Linked DNA regions of Mus musculus: region 1 is linked to region 2. A link is a contact called in public HiChIP or PLAC-seq data. All regions are on one chromosome and are shown on one strand. Each heading gives the region's core, a stretch centred on a gene start, on an enhancer-like site or on the middle of the called end of the contact. The rest is flanking DNA. Distances are from core to core; before and after follow the strand shown.

Region 1 (6,492 bases), core at 796-3,295, 320 kb after region 2:
AGAGGTAGAAACTCTTACCTAGACAACACATATACTTTCTTTTGGTTAGGATCCAGTTATGAAATTCGTATGATCGTGTCTCCACCTCTACCATACTACAACTTACTTTGGGGGGAAAAAAAAAACTCTATGAGTTCCTCATGGGCAAATTAGTGAAATTGGTGAATTGAATTATGATTGTGTGAAACCCTTACGTGCAATATGAATGTAACACTAAAGTATGCCTTTACAGGTCACACAATCCAGTGTGCCTTAGAGAAACAAGAGTTGACCGAATTTATTCCTTTTTTTTTTTAATTTAAAAGCCGAGTTCACTTTTTAAAAAAATCAGTATGTAAGCTTTCTTTTGAGGGTTTTCACCCCAGCTAAAGAAAAAAAATATCATGCTCATGTGTAAGTTTTAAATTATTGTTATTTCAAACACATTGTGGAATAGGCTATCCAATAGTCTTCCGGATTTATCTGTTTTGCGTGTATGATTACAGAAGAATAAGCACATATACAGTGAAGCTTTGGGGGGAAACTGGAAAAGTGAGAATGTTTAAAAACCTCCAGTGAACAAGGACTAACTACTGAGCCTCATTATTACTTCTTCCCGTTAATGAGCCCTGCTAGAGCTATCACCATTAGGTAAAGTTCTCTGAAAGCCTTGTCAAAATACACAACTTACACCTTTGTGGGTTCTGACAAAACAAACGCAATGCTTCAAAGAAAGGAAGTGCCGCGGGGAGCCTACAAGGTCTGCTCCCTGAACTAGGAGGGAAAAAAAAAAAAAAGACTATGAATCTCACTCACAAAAGTCTAGCACAGGAGATTGCAGCCTTGACTTCTGGTAACCACGAAACAGACCACAGAATCAATCCTAATGACAATAGGACCCAGAGTATTTGCATAGAATCAGAAAGGTCTTTTATCTTTGCACCCTGATTTCCAACTTCCTATTCCACTCACTCCCTGGGCAAGGGGCCAAGCCAAACAGAAGCCGGGTTCCCTTCTTTGCTCTGTTCACTCCCCAAAGACAGCTGTCAGTCCGTCGCATCCTGAGCACGCAGCATTTCAAGAAAATCAAAAGAGGAACTGAAAAGGCAGAGGCTGAACTTGTGGTTCCCAAGCACAACCACATGTTCCTGGAGTACTCCACTCCTCTACGATCGCCTTCCAGATACTGAAAGAGAGGTGAGATTGTAGCTCTCTCAGTAACTAGCTGCCCTCAAGCACCTTCTAACCAAACAAGAACCTATCTCCAGAAAACCGTCCCAATAAGAGCAAGCTCCAAACCCAGGCATAACTTAAGCAGAATTGCAGAGGATGCACACGCTAGGTGTCCAAGAGAGGGGCGGGGAAAATGCTCTCTCCTGGAACGCCACCCCAGCTGCCCCCGACCGCGTGGCGATGCCGGGTGGGGGCGCAGTGAACCCAAGCGCGTGGGACCAGAAGTGAGACCGCGCCCTCCTGCGGGCAAGAGCTACCAGGCGGGAGGCACAGATAACCTGGAAGGGACAGAGAGGGTGGGGGATCCCTCTGATGCGCTCTGCCGGCTCACCGGTCTTTAGCCGGGAGCTTCGGATCCAGGGACAGAGCCCTACAAGCCAGTCCGAAAAGCGGGCTGTTTCCAGACCCGGACGCACTGGGCACTTACCAGCTGCAGTGCGCAGAGACAGACCAGCGAGCAGCGCCCGGTGCAGCAGCCCATGGTGCGGCCAGCGTCCCAGCAGCGCCGCTTGAGAGAGATCTGGCAGCTCCGGCTGTATCCTGCGACTTCAGAGCAGCCCGCGCGGCTCTCTCCCCGACTGACCGGGCGCAGGCTCCGGACCCCGCGGCCGGCTTTCTGCTTTCGGACTGGGGCTCGCTGTCGCCTTTGTTAATCTGCGTGCAGGGCGGGCGGAGGTCAGCGCGGCGCGCCCGTGCAGTGCGTCTGCCAGGGGTCCCTACCTCCTAGCGCGAGGGTCGGCTTCTTGAGGAGGGGGAGCCGGGCGGAGGGCGGGGGATGGAAGAGGCTACAGCTGGTGAGTGGGTGAATGTCTTTTAGGGGAGGGGAGTATGCAGGAGGTGGGTGTCTGGAAAGTGCGGTGGGCTGTCTGGGTCGGTGTGTGAGAGTGTGTGCTCACGCGAGTGTGTGTGTGTGTGTGTGTGTGTGTGTGTGTGTGTGTGTGTGTGTGTGTGAGTTGGGAGGGGATGAATGAAAGAGAGCGCCTCTGGGGAGGATCGTCTTGTCTTGTTAGGAGTCTGGGGAGAGAGAAAGAGACTGTGGGAGGATGAGATTGAATGTGAATGAGCTTGAATCTGGGAGGCCCCCAGGGATTTGAAGCCTAGGCTCACGGAGCAATTGTGGAGTCATAAGCTGTAGGTTTTCTTTCTGGGTGTGAGGAGTGGGTGAAAGCTACTGCAAAACCTGGAGCTAGGTTTACCCACGCTGCCCTGGAGAGGTACATGTTCTGTTTGGTGTGTGGGGAGGAAGGACCAAGAGACTTGGAACTCAACGTGAAAGCACTCTACATAATGAATGGCCAAGGTAGGGCAGTGGACTGAGCCACTGGCATGGCGCTAAGAGGTGGTTCAATCAATAAGGGTCTCAACCCAAGACTCTGGGTCCCAGGTCAGCGGAGATGACATTTTTCGCACCAGGCGCCCCTGCTGGAATCTTCTAGGAAAAGTTGCCTAGGGTCACAGCAGAGCTTAATGTTCCCCCAAGAGCCCAGAGACTAGACACACTGCTCAAACTGACTTAAGGCTTTAATTTGGAGTGCCTTGGGAGTCTTCATAGAGACACTGACAAGGAAAAGACAGGGCCTTTTAATAATAATGAGATATTTCTAGAATAAACACAAATAAGAAGTTGGACAGAGAAAAAGTGAGAGGAGCCTAGAAGTAAAACCTAATTCTAGTTACTTAAGATACCAAACAAACTCTCCACGAATTCTAAAGAAACTGACTACCCTCACATGAACAGAGCAGAGCCCAGGAGTTCTGTAGCTAAATCACTCCTCAAGAATCAGGAATAAGTCGAAAAACCAAAAAAGAAAAAGAAAAAAAAAGAAAAGAAAAGAAAGAAAAAGAAAAAGAAAAAGAAAAGAAAAGAATCAAAAATAAACCCTTGACAAATTGAGTCCAAAGAGGAACAAGGCTGGAAACACGGTTTTTAACCTATTGCTGCTCTCCTGGTAGATTCTTGGTTTATAAGTTAAGAAAAAGTGAAGGCTAGGTCAAGTGTCTCTTGCCTCTTAGCACTCTGGAGGCGTAAGTAGGCTGATCTCTCTGAGTTCAAGGATACCCTGGTCTATAAAGAGAGAAAAGGCAAGAGTATGTATTTAACCCATTCAGACATTAGTTTTGGATTTTTGTTTCTCTTGCAATTTTATGTCCTGCTCTTTGTAATTCCTACAACATACATTTTATTTCTAATGTGGACAACATTGTTCCAAGGAAAAATCTACTCATGGCATCTCTGAAATTATAGTAAGTACAAAAGAGTAACTCAAATGGCTATTAAAAAAAGTCAAAAAACAATGTTTCTTGAAACTCCTGTTCATTCATGTGAGAAGGGGCAAGTGTAGTCAGAAGTGGGGGTTTTTGTTTGTTTGTTTGTTTTGTTTTGTTTTGTTTTGTTTTGTTTTCTATCCTAACTTTAAGACATCCATCATCTCCGGGCAGTGGTGGTGCACACCTTTAATCCCAGCACTTGGGAGGCAGAGGCAGGTGGATTTCTGAGTCTGAGACCAGCCTGGTCTACAGAGTGGGTTCCAGGACAGCCAGGGCTACACAGAGAAACCCTGTCTAGAAACAAACAAACAAACAAACAACAAAAAAAACGCATCCATGGTCAAGGACTATGAGATATACAGAAAATGCATTCATGGCCATCACTGATGAATGAAATCCATAAAAAAAATACACACTGACAAATAAATAGTTTTCTTTTTCCAAATCTTTCCCTGTAGTCTTAGCCATTGGCCCCTCTGGTAGCTGAAGTAAATGGTTGCAGAAACAGACACAGGAAAGTCTGTCTGTATTTTCTTTGTGATTTAATTCATTGATTTATGAAGCACTACACAACAACTAAACACACACCATTGTTTGTAAAATCCCAGGTACCACCCTTCTCTATGCATATTCACTCCTTTGACTCCCAACACCAATCCCACTGATATAGGTTCAGGGACAACTGTGGATTCAGGTAGAGAGAGTGCTCTGATGACCACAGGGAGGCACAAGAATATAAAGTCGGTCAAATGACTTGAAAGCCCCTGGACTTCAGTCTCCTGGCTGTCATTAAAACTTAGGGCACAGAAGCACTTGTATACAATGTGGAGAAAGTCCTCTCTCAGAAGAAGCTGTCGTGACTTGCACTAGTCTAGTCCCCAGACACAGTGTTAGCAGGTGGAATGTTCTGAGAAAACCTGAAGCCCCCTGTGCTTCTGACTTATCTCCTAAGAGACCCAGCTTGCAAATTCTTCTTTGTATAATTCAAGTGTTTGAAAATGCATTGATTTTAAGTGCATTTGTAAAAACAAAGCAACTGTAATAACAAGTCTGGAGGGTGCATGATGCTTTAGTTCTTCTTCTTTGCATCCTTTCTTCTTTTCTTCTGAATGATGCTAGAAATCCCTAGTTGAGGCCATAGCAGTTATCAAATGAATTTGTGTACATATGTACAGAGATTTTTTATTGCTGTTCATTTGTTTCTTTATTTTTTCTTCTATCTTAATTTTTTTTGGATAGTGCTCCTTTAAGAAGCTCTAATTCTTTCTCCCCTACTACTATAAGCTTTGAAAGTAAAAAGGCATGTGAGGGGACAACAACACACAAAAAGCCAGATCTGACAGTGCTGATTCCTGTATTCCTTAACTGAGCTGCAGTTATTTGAGAATCTTGGGACCTAAGGCATTGGTGAATATTTTCATAAACAAGATACTTAAGGGATAAGACTCAATTCTAAATATGAGATTCTGTTATCTTTCATATACATCTTAGACATAAAATCTACAGGCAATTTTTAAGTGTGCTCAAGCTTCGACTACAACAGAAAATCAGGTGTGGGTTGTCATGCTTGTAATATCATTTGGACTCTCAAATTTCTCAGAATTAGAGTATTTAATGTGAGACACTGATTTCCTGTTTCTCCTTAAATAAAGATGCAATTCTGAAGTTTCCTTTCAACTCTTACACGCTCTTCATAATTTTTTGTAATACTCTCTGGAATCTGAAATACGTACTTAAAAATGCAAAATAGCAATGTAAAATGTGTTGGGTGTATTATGGAGACTTACAATTCTAAATAAGTTGCACATGAAAATCATTTTAGTTATTGTCTTAGCCACTGTTCTATTACAGTAAAGAGAGACCATGACCAAGGCAACTTTTACAAAATAAAGCATTTAATCAGAATTTTCTTGCAGTTTCAGAGGGTTATTCCCTGATCCTTATGGCAGGGAACGTGGCAGTGTGAAAGCAGGCTTTAACTGAGAGCTTTACACCCTGATGCACAGACAATGGGCATAGAAGGGAGTGGGGGTGGGGGGAGGTGGGAACCACTGGGCCTGTCCATGGGCTTTAGAAACCTCTAAGCTTACTCCCAGTGACACAACACCTCCAACAAGGCAACAACTCTTAATCTTTCACTAACAGTTTACCAATTGGGGACTAAGGATGAAAATATATGAGTCCATGGGGGCCATTTTCATTAAAACCATCATAGCTATCATTTTTCTTCCCTACTCTTTTAATATATATAAAATCCTAAATAATTAGACAAGTACACAAAAACATACTATTTCTCTTATGTTTTTAAAATCATTAACATAAACCTATAATTCATAGTGAAAACTATTCTATTTTTTCTTGTGTTTTAAAATGTTTGGTTTTCTCTATTTGATTTAAAAGGTAGAATCCAAGGTCTTGCTAAATCTCTGTATATAGTGCATGTTCTATGTATGCTCTAATTCACTCACTGTGCCATTAAGCATTTTTAGTCAGTTAATTGAAAAGTTTTAAACAACCACTAAAATTAGAGAGAGAAAAAAAGCATTATGTCCTTCTATGTTCTTAAATGAGAGTGCAAGGTGAGTAAATTAGTAACAAGAGAATGGGCAATCATTTCTTTTAAACTGCACTGTGATATAATAACTAATGGCTGTCAAGAGAAGAAGAATTAGCCTTTCTCTGAAATGAGTCCCTAATTGGTTGTCTAAAATAAAGTCCTCCGTGATGAAACCGTATATACACTCAGACACACACAAACGGGGTGTTGCCGAGCAGATTGTTTTTATATAGTTTTGTATATTATCCATAAATATACATGTGCACATACACAAGCTGGGTTATATATATGTAACAATAATCAAAAAGGGGCATCGATTTGAAAATAAAGTGGAATGGAAGGAGTTGGAGGAAGAGACTTGGAAGGGGCTGGAGAGAGGAACGTCAAGGAAGAAAGTAAACTGATTATGCTTTATTTTAAAATGTATAAAAAAATTGAATCCAAGGTAATCCACA
Region 2 (6,930 bases), core at 2,943-5,442:
TGTACTATGTGTTGTTCTTCAAAAACAATCTCATGTTTAATTGACTGCATCAAAAATGCACCAGAATCCTTAAATTGCCTTTTAATGGCAGCGAAGCCTTTGAATACAAGCTGGAAAAGCAAGATCTCTGCAGTATCCAAATTCTCCTGATCATGATACTTACATGAAATTTCAGCAATTGTGGTGACTCAGAATTATTTAGGGTTATGCAATATATTCCTTTTTGTACTGGGGTAATTGTATTCTTTCAAATACCAGTTTATTGAAGGTGGTCAGATATTTCATCATATTTAGATATACATTGAGACAGATCCCTTTAGTCACTGGAACAGACTCATAACTGACTGAGATAAAAATCCCTTGAAACTGGCTTAGTAAACTGCTATTTCCCATTTTTATTTTCAAGGAAAATATAGGGAAAGAGGGGGGAAGTATATATAAATATATTAGTTTTGTGTGAATCACTATGAATAAAACACTTGATATTAACAACTAAATGGAAGAAAGTTTTATTTTGGCTCATGGTTTCAGAGGTTTTGATTTATTCTGATGGGAAAGGCTTAGAGAAACAGGCCATATGTTGGCCTAGAAGCAGATAGAAGCAGAACAGAATCATAAAAGGAGAATGGTAAAGGAGATTATGGCCCCTAACTATAATCCTAACACATAGAAAGTAGAGTCAGGAGGATCAGAAGTTGAAGGCCAGTGTGTGTGTGTGTGTGTGTGTGTGTGTGTGTGTGTGTATTCCAGCATGTTGTACATGAGACCCTGTCTCAAAATCAACGAAAATCCAACATCAATAACACCAACAACAAAACAAACAAACAAACCCAGGCGAACCAAAGCAGGAAAGGTTTATGACAACATACAGTAGCCGAGACGATTCCTTATTGATCCATTCTCCCAAGCAGCCTCTACCTCCATAGATCCATTAGCCTCTCATTTCTGCACTAATTTGTATCAATGCATGGATTAAACCATTGTTATATCAAAGTCTGGATGATCTAATGGTGTTTGTAAATGCTATTGTAGACACAATCACAGTTGTGTTTCATTAATCTCTTAGGTAGATCTTAATCCAATCATGTTGTTCAGACTTAACCTTCACAAAAATTCTGAGAAGTGGTTAGCTTAGGTGATTAGCTAAAGCTGATTTGAAACAACAGATTTCAATCTCCTGAAGCAAGGATGCTAATTTTTCATTCCCATCACTCTTATTTAAATTATTACCCAGTTATTAATGATAGAATTTAGATTTAAGACAGGATTTGAGCTCTTATTTACTAGGCAAGGCCAAACAATTCCATAATTAATGTTATGCTGGAAATAATCTTGATACATAGGTAAAATTATTATCTTTTCTTAAAATGTTATCTCAGTAACATTTTATGTTTTCAGTAGAGAAATGAGAAAGAACAAAATACATAGAGCAGAGATAAAGCATTTCTAGGCAAATTTGCATAGGTGTGAAGGTCCTTATCTTTCCCATGTGGAGAGTGAGTCAGGAGGATATTTGCATAGACCTTTTTTAATGTAGTCTCTAATCATAAGACATGTGAAAGAGCTCCAATAGTTACAACAAATAGTATATCCTCCTTCTAGTGAGAAAGACTTAATTGAACTTTGATAAAAAATATGAGATTATAACAGAATTCTAATTTACAACCCTTGCTATTACTCATGATTGTAATAGCAAATGGAAGTTTGTGATTTCTGCATATCAGTGCAATAACAACATTAGGGTGTCCTTGTATAATAACAATCATAAAAATGCTGGTATTTGATGAAGTTTAGAAAACTATGTTTAACCTTTCTTTACTGAGGAATAGGTCCAAGAAGAATCAAGCCCCTCACTGAACAGAGGTGTTGCCCATTTTGTTTTCAGGCATTCCAGGCACTGGTTCCCACACCAAAGGGAAAGATATGGCTTAAGTTCTTTCTTTGGACTGTAAGCCATGAAAGTGATGGGGAACTGTTTGCCATGAAATGTCTCCTGGGCAGATAATCAGTCTTGATTATCCATCCTGAAGAATCTAGCCTTGGAGGAAAGCAAATCTTGACCAAGAAAAATAATTTACTGAGTAACACATAGGAAATCGACCATTGACAATATGCCTTGAGAATGAATTCATTGAGGCCCCAGGCTGCTCAAGGGGACTATGTATGTGAGGATTTAACCGAAGACTCTCATGAGCAACCCTGTCAGCTTATGTAAAATGACACTCAAAAAAGTACTATTATTGTCTTTAGGGAAAAAGCAGTTTACATTTCTTTAAAAACTAAAATTCTAATAACCAAAAAAGTGAGGTGGAACAAGTCAGTGAGAAACAATTGCATATAGGTTTTCTTCTGTGTGGATTACAATGAAGGGTGATGGGGCCATTAAGCCTGACACTCCGATATTGCACATGTGCAAGGCAGTATCCTCTCATCAAGGTCCCTTATCTCTAAAATGCAGATAATTTCTATTCTGGAGGTAAGGACACAAACATAGCACCTGTATGAAGCAGGCCATGATGAGTTAGTTCAATCCTGTTCTTGGAGCATTTTAGAAGGCTTTTGATCCAAGCTCATAATTAAGATTGGATAAATTTTCATAGAATTGCCCTTTTTTATGACTAAATTGATGTCCACAGAAAGTAATATGCATTCAGAATTCTGTGAAAACATGATACATTTGACATTCTCTAAGATAATATATTAGTATTGTATGCCTCAAGAAAACTCATTTAGAATAAATATTAGATTAATATTTGTAGAATTCTGGGAAAAAAACTTTAAAAGATATTATTAAAATACCAGCCTAATTGTTTTGGAATAAAAAAAAGCACTACAACTCATGTTCTCACTGTAACTCACAACTTCCAGTATTTATTAATGTAGAAAACTGTAGAGATTGTGTGAAATCCTGAGTAAATGCATGTGTTACCACAAGCAGAGTAATGTCAAGGACTTCTGTGCTTCAGCCTAATGGGAATGGCAAAACTTTTCCTCGGTACAGAGGGATTGAAAAATCCTTCCTCTTGTCCATGTGTGTATATTGAGAGACATGTTTCCATTAGAGTGGACAAACCACCCAATTCAAGCATTTCTCTGTCTGTGTATCTTTCCTTTCTTCATTCCCTTGCTGTCCTATTCCAGGGTCCAGGACTCTAGTGATTCAAGGATGTGATAGAAAATGGGAAAGGGTTTTGCATTTATGTTCTGAATATATTCCTCAGGAGAAAAATTATTTCAAATCTTCAAATTTCAAAGAAGTGGCATTAAGTTATTAATTGTCTCCCTGTTAATCTAGAAAACAAAAGACATACAAACAACCACAGAGGCTCTCAAAGATGTTTGATGTACTTCAAGTGGGAGCAGAAAGATCACAGAGAACACCTGCCTGCAGATTATATCAAGAAGCTGTTTATCTGTTGAAGGGAAGGATTTAGCTAACAGCAATGCACCTGAGAAGTTAATGTGCAGCACTGAGATCCTATCAAAAGGCTGTTTAACACTTCCCTAAACCACTTAGTCCTACAAATTTACATTGGGTAGCTCTTGCAGACTAATAAATATATGCCCCAAAGGATTTCAAGGTGAATAATCTCTATTAATTTGTCCCAAATTTATAAAGATGACCATGATAACAATAAAGAACCATCATTTCCTGAGACCTCATGATATGTTTAGGTCTTTCCTAATCTCCACATAGTATTATTTCATTCAATTTTAAAAAATTTAAGTTAAGAACAACTTAACAACTTGATTGATTTAGTTTCCTAGGTTTTGTAGGAAAGGGAAGTGCAACTCCAGAAGATGATACTATACAAACACTTTGGTTACCCATATACAGTGATTTTCAAACACAGTGCATCCATCACCTTCAAGTGTTAGAAGATGTGGGGAGATTCAATGTGTTCAAGACCGTAGTGGCAGATACCTGCTGTAGGGCTGGGTGGTACAGGATATCAATGCATCTGAAAACTACCATCAAGGGTCTAATAAGAATTTAACCAGGTGTCTAATCATTCATGAGGGCCTGTACTGTTCATTAGTGAGAATGGCCAGACTGAGTTTCAGGATGACCTCAGTTGTCTCCATCTTTTCAGGCTACATTGAATCTTTTTTGAAAAGACTTGGGTTTGTGTAACCAGTTAGACCTCTAATCCAGACCCTTCCTTGCCCTGGCAAAGCAGCAGATGGTAGCTCCATATGGGACAATCACATCCTCCCCCATCACACCTTAGTAATGTAAAGCAGGAGCAGATGGACAGCAGCTGGGCCCTTTTTTCCATCTAAGCAGCAGCGTTCTGTTAAGGCTGTCACTACTCCTGGCTGTCTGAAGGCTTCGGAACCCAGTTCTTTAGCCTCTTGTTTATTTGAGCATCTGAATTTTCAGCTTTCTCTCTGCATGGGTCATATTAAGGTCTCTGTCCAGTGGAACCCAGAAATCCGGACTGCCTGTGAAGGCTAATTTTGATGGATGGTAGGTTTTGAATCAAACCATAATTTATCACCCGCCTTTTTATGTTCATTCATTTTGGCTTCCTACCAGTTGCTAGTTCTCTGTTACTAGAGATTTCTTTCCTGACTTGTATAATGAAAGTTTTACCTCACATATTCTAATTTAATTAAAAGTTCAATGTAGTAACTAAAATAAAGCCAAAATGAGGCATGTATGTGTATGTTTGAAACACATTTGTTCAAATATAGCCCTACAAAGAAAACCCTGTGAATGTATGAGGCCAAATCACAGAGGAAGAGGATGTTGGATTATAGATTATTTCTACTCAATAAACAAACTAATTTCATTTAAAGAGCAATGTGTCACACATGATTGTATTATATCAAGTCCTATAACATTTATTACTTAATAAAAAACCATACATCAGTGCCAAGTCTACCCAATAAACATGATTTGTACTATTGTTATGATTCTGTGGAAAGTATGTTAGATTGCCACTTTACATAGTTCAAAAAAATTAAGCTCCAGGAAACTAAAGACCAAAACATCATGCTGTAAGACAGTGTAAAAGGTGCAAATTACTAATAAAAAGAGCAAACGTAGTTAACGCCTGAGTACATTGAATAATGTATACTATTTTAAAAATCTTAAATAATTAAGCAAGATAAATGAGTTCTTCCACTTGAAGTTAGCAACACCCTCTTCACCTCCCTAATTGAGGAAAGGAACCTAGTTTAAATTTCACTGTGTTGGCTAGTTTTATGTCAACTTGACACAAGCTACAGTCATCAGAGAGGAGGGAGCAGCAATTGAGAAAATGCCTCTATAACATCAGGCTATAGGCAACCCTGTAGGACATTTTCTTCATTACTGATTGATTGGGATGGCCTAGGCCATTGTGGGTAGGACCACCTCTAGATGGTTGGTCCTGAGTTAACAACAAAACAGTGAAAGAAGATAGTAGCCAGCACTCCTCTATGGGTTCTGCAACAGCTCCTGCCTCTAGGTTCCTGCCCTGCTTCAGTTCTGTTTTCACTTCTGCCACTGATAAGCAGTGATGTGGAAGTGTAAACCAAATAAATTCTCTCCTCCCTATTTACTGTTGCCCACAGGATTTAATCATAACAATAATAACCCTAACTAAGACATTCATAATTGCAAATAATAGGTGTGAAAACTATATTATGTATATTATGTAACATTAGGTAAAAATTTAAAGTTACCCAAGAACTTAGTAGCAACATACAGTTGGATGTCATTAAGTTAAATAGTGTGCTGGCTGGTTTTTGTCAAGTTGACACAGGCTGGAGTTATCACAGAGAAAGGAGCTTCAGTTGAGAAAAATCCCTCCATGAGATACAACTGTAAGGCGATTTCCCAATTAGTGATCAAGGGGAAAGGCCCCTTGTAGGTGGTACCATCCCTGGGTTGGTAGTCTTGGGTTCTATACGAAAGCAAGCTGAGCAAGCCAGGGGAAGCAAGCCAGTAAGTAACATCCCTACATGGCCTCTGCATCAGCTCCTGCTTTCTGACCTACTTGAGTCCCAGTCCTGACTTCCTTTGATGAAAGGAAAAGTGGAAGTGTAAGCTGAATAAACCCTTTCCTCCCCAACTTGTTTCTTCGCCATGTTTGTGCAGGAATAGAAACCCTGACTAAGACAAATAACATTTCAGAAACACTCAGTAATGTAACTTCCTAACATCCTTCATAATGGCACGTTTCCTGGGAAAGACCCAAAGACTGTTAGGATTTCACTGACAACACGGCTTTCACATAATATGCAATAGCAGAATCATGTAATACCCGAAATGTATTTTGGATATGTTTTAACCTTCATTATCTAAAAAGGTGAAATAAGATTAGCATGGCTGGCACAGGAGTCCGCCCAGCCCGAGAGGTTTGTGCCTCAGGCCCCGGCAGCGGGAGTCTCCTTGGCTCCAGGACTCCGCGGAGGGCAGGCTGCACGGGTGACGGTGTGGAATACAGAGGCCAGCCGGTTCTGGGTCAGGCGAGAGCCACAAAGCTTCTGAGGCGGCGCCATCTTCAGCTCCAGACAACCGGCCACCTTCCTGGCCAAAGCAACACAGCTTCTGGGAAAGATCCTGTTTTGGGCCTTCATCCTCAGCCAGGAGGAGGTCCAAACACCAGATAACTGTGCACCTTCCCAGCCAAACTCTCAATTACCATAGATGGAGAAACCAAAGTATTCCACGACAAAACTAAATTCACCCATTATCTCTCCACGAATCCTGCCCTTCAAAGGATAATAACAGAAAAAAACTACAGAGCAATTGTGATAAAAACTGCAACTTATAGAGACACTGAAACTTATAGAGGAGAAAGTGGGGAAAAGCCTTGAAGATATGGGCACAGGGGAAAAATTCCTGAACAGAACAGCAATGGCTTGTACTGTAAGATCGAGAATTGACAAATGGTATCTAATGAAACTCCAAAGTTTCTGCAAGGCAAAAGACACCGT

What was found. HiChIP or PLAC-seq counts read pairs in DNA pulled down with a chosen protein or histone mark.
Region 1: a contact with region 2 is called in an H3K4me3 HiChIP or PLAC-seq map of neural tube, with 4 times the contacts expected there. The contact joins the promoter of Nkain3 here to the enhancer-like site in region 2. A contact is called at or near these places in 6 of 39 promoter capture datasets (hippocampal neurons, liver, pre-B cells and 1 more), 1 of 484 Hi-C or Micro-C datasets (cortical neurons), 9 of 115 datasets of contacts at active chromatin or transcription factors (SST interneurons, astrocytes, embryonic forebrain and 6 more) and 1 of 9 other capture datasets (liver).

What each region holds. Positions count from the first base shown.
Region 1 is chr4:20,776,623-20,783,114 of GRCm38.p6, forward strand. It overlaps Nkain3 (Na+/K+ transporting ATPase interacting 3), which reads right to left and starts at 2,046. Exons shown (of 6, transcript NM_001290410.1): 1 at 1,640-2,046. The coding sequence starts at 1,693.
Region 2 is chr4:20,456,284-20,463,213 of GRCm38.p6, forward strand. All of the region lies in intron 3 of Nkain3 (Na+/K+ transporting ATPase interacting 3), which reads right to left. Among named protein-coding and RNA genes, the nearest start is that of Gm11872, 120 kb to the left of the region's middle. Within about 2 kb of position 4,193, at least 13 of the 459 cell types and tissues checked have an H3K27ac peak or open chromatin away from gene starts, as enhancers often do. A contact at or near this core is called in neural tube, where this site is marked.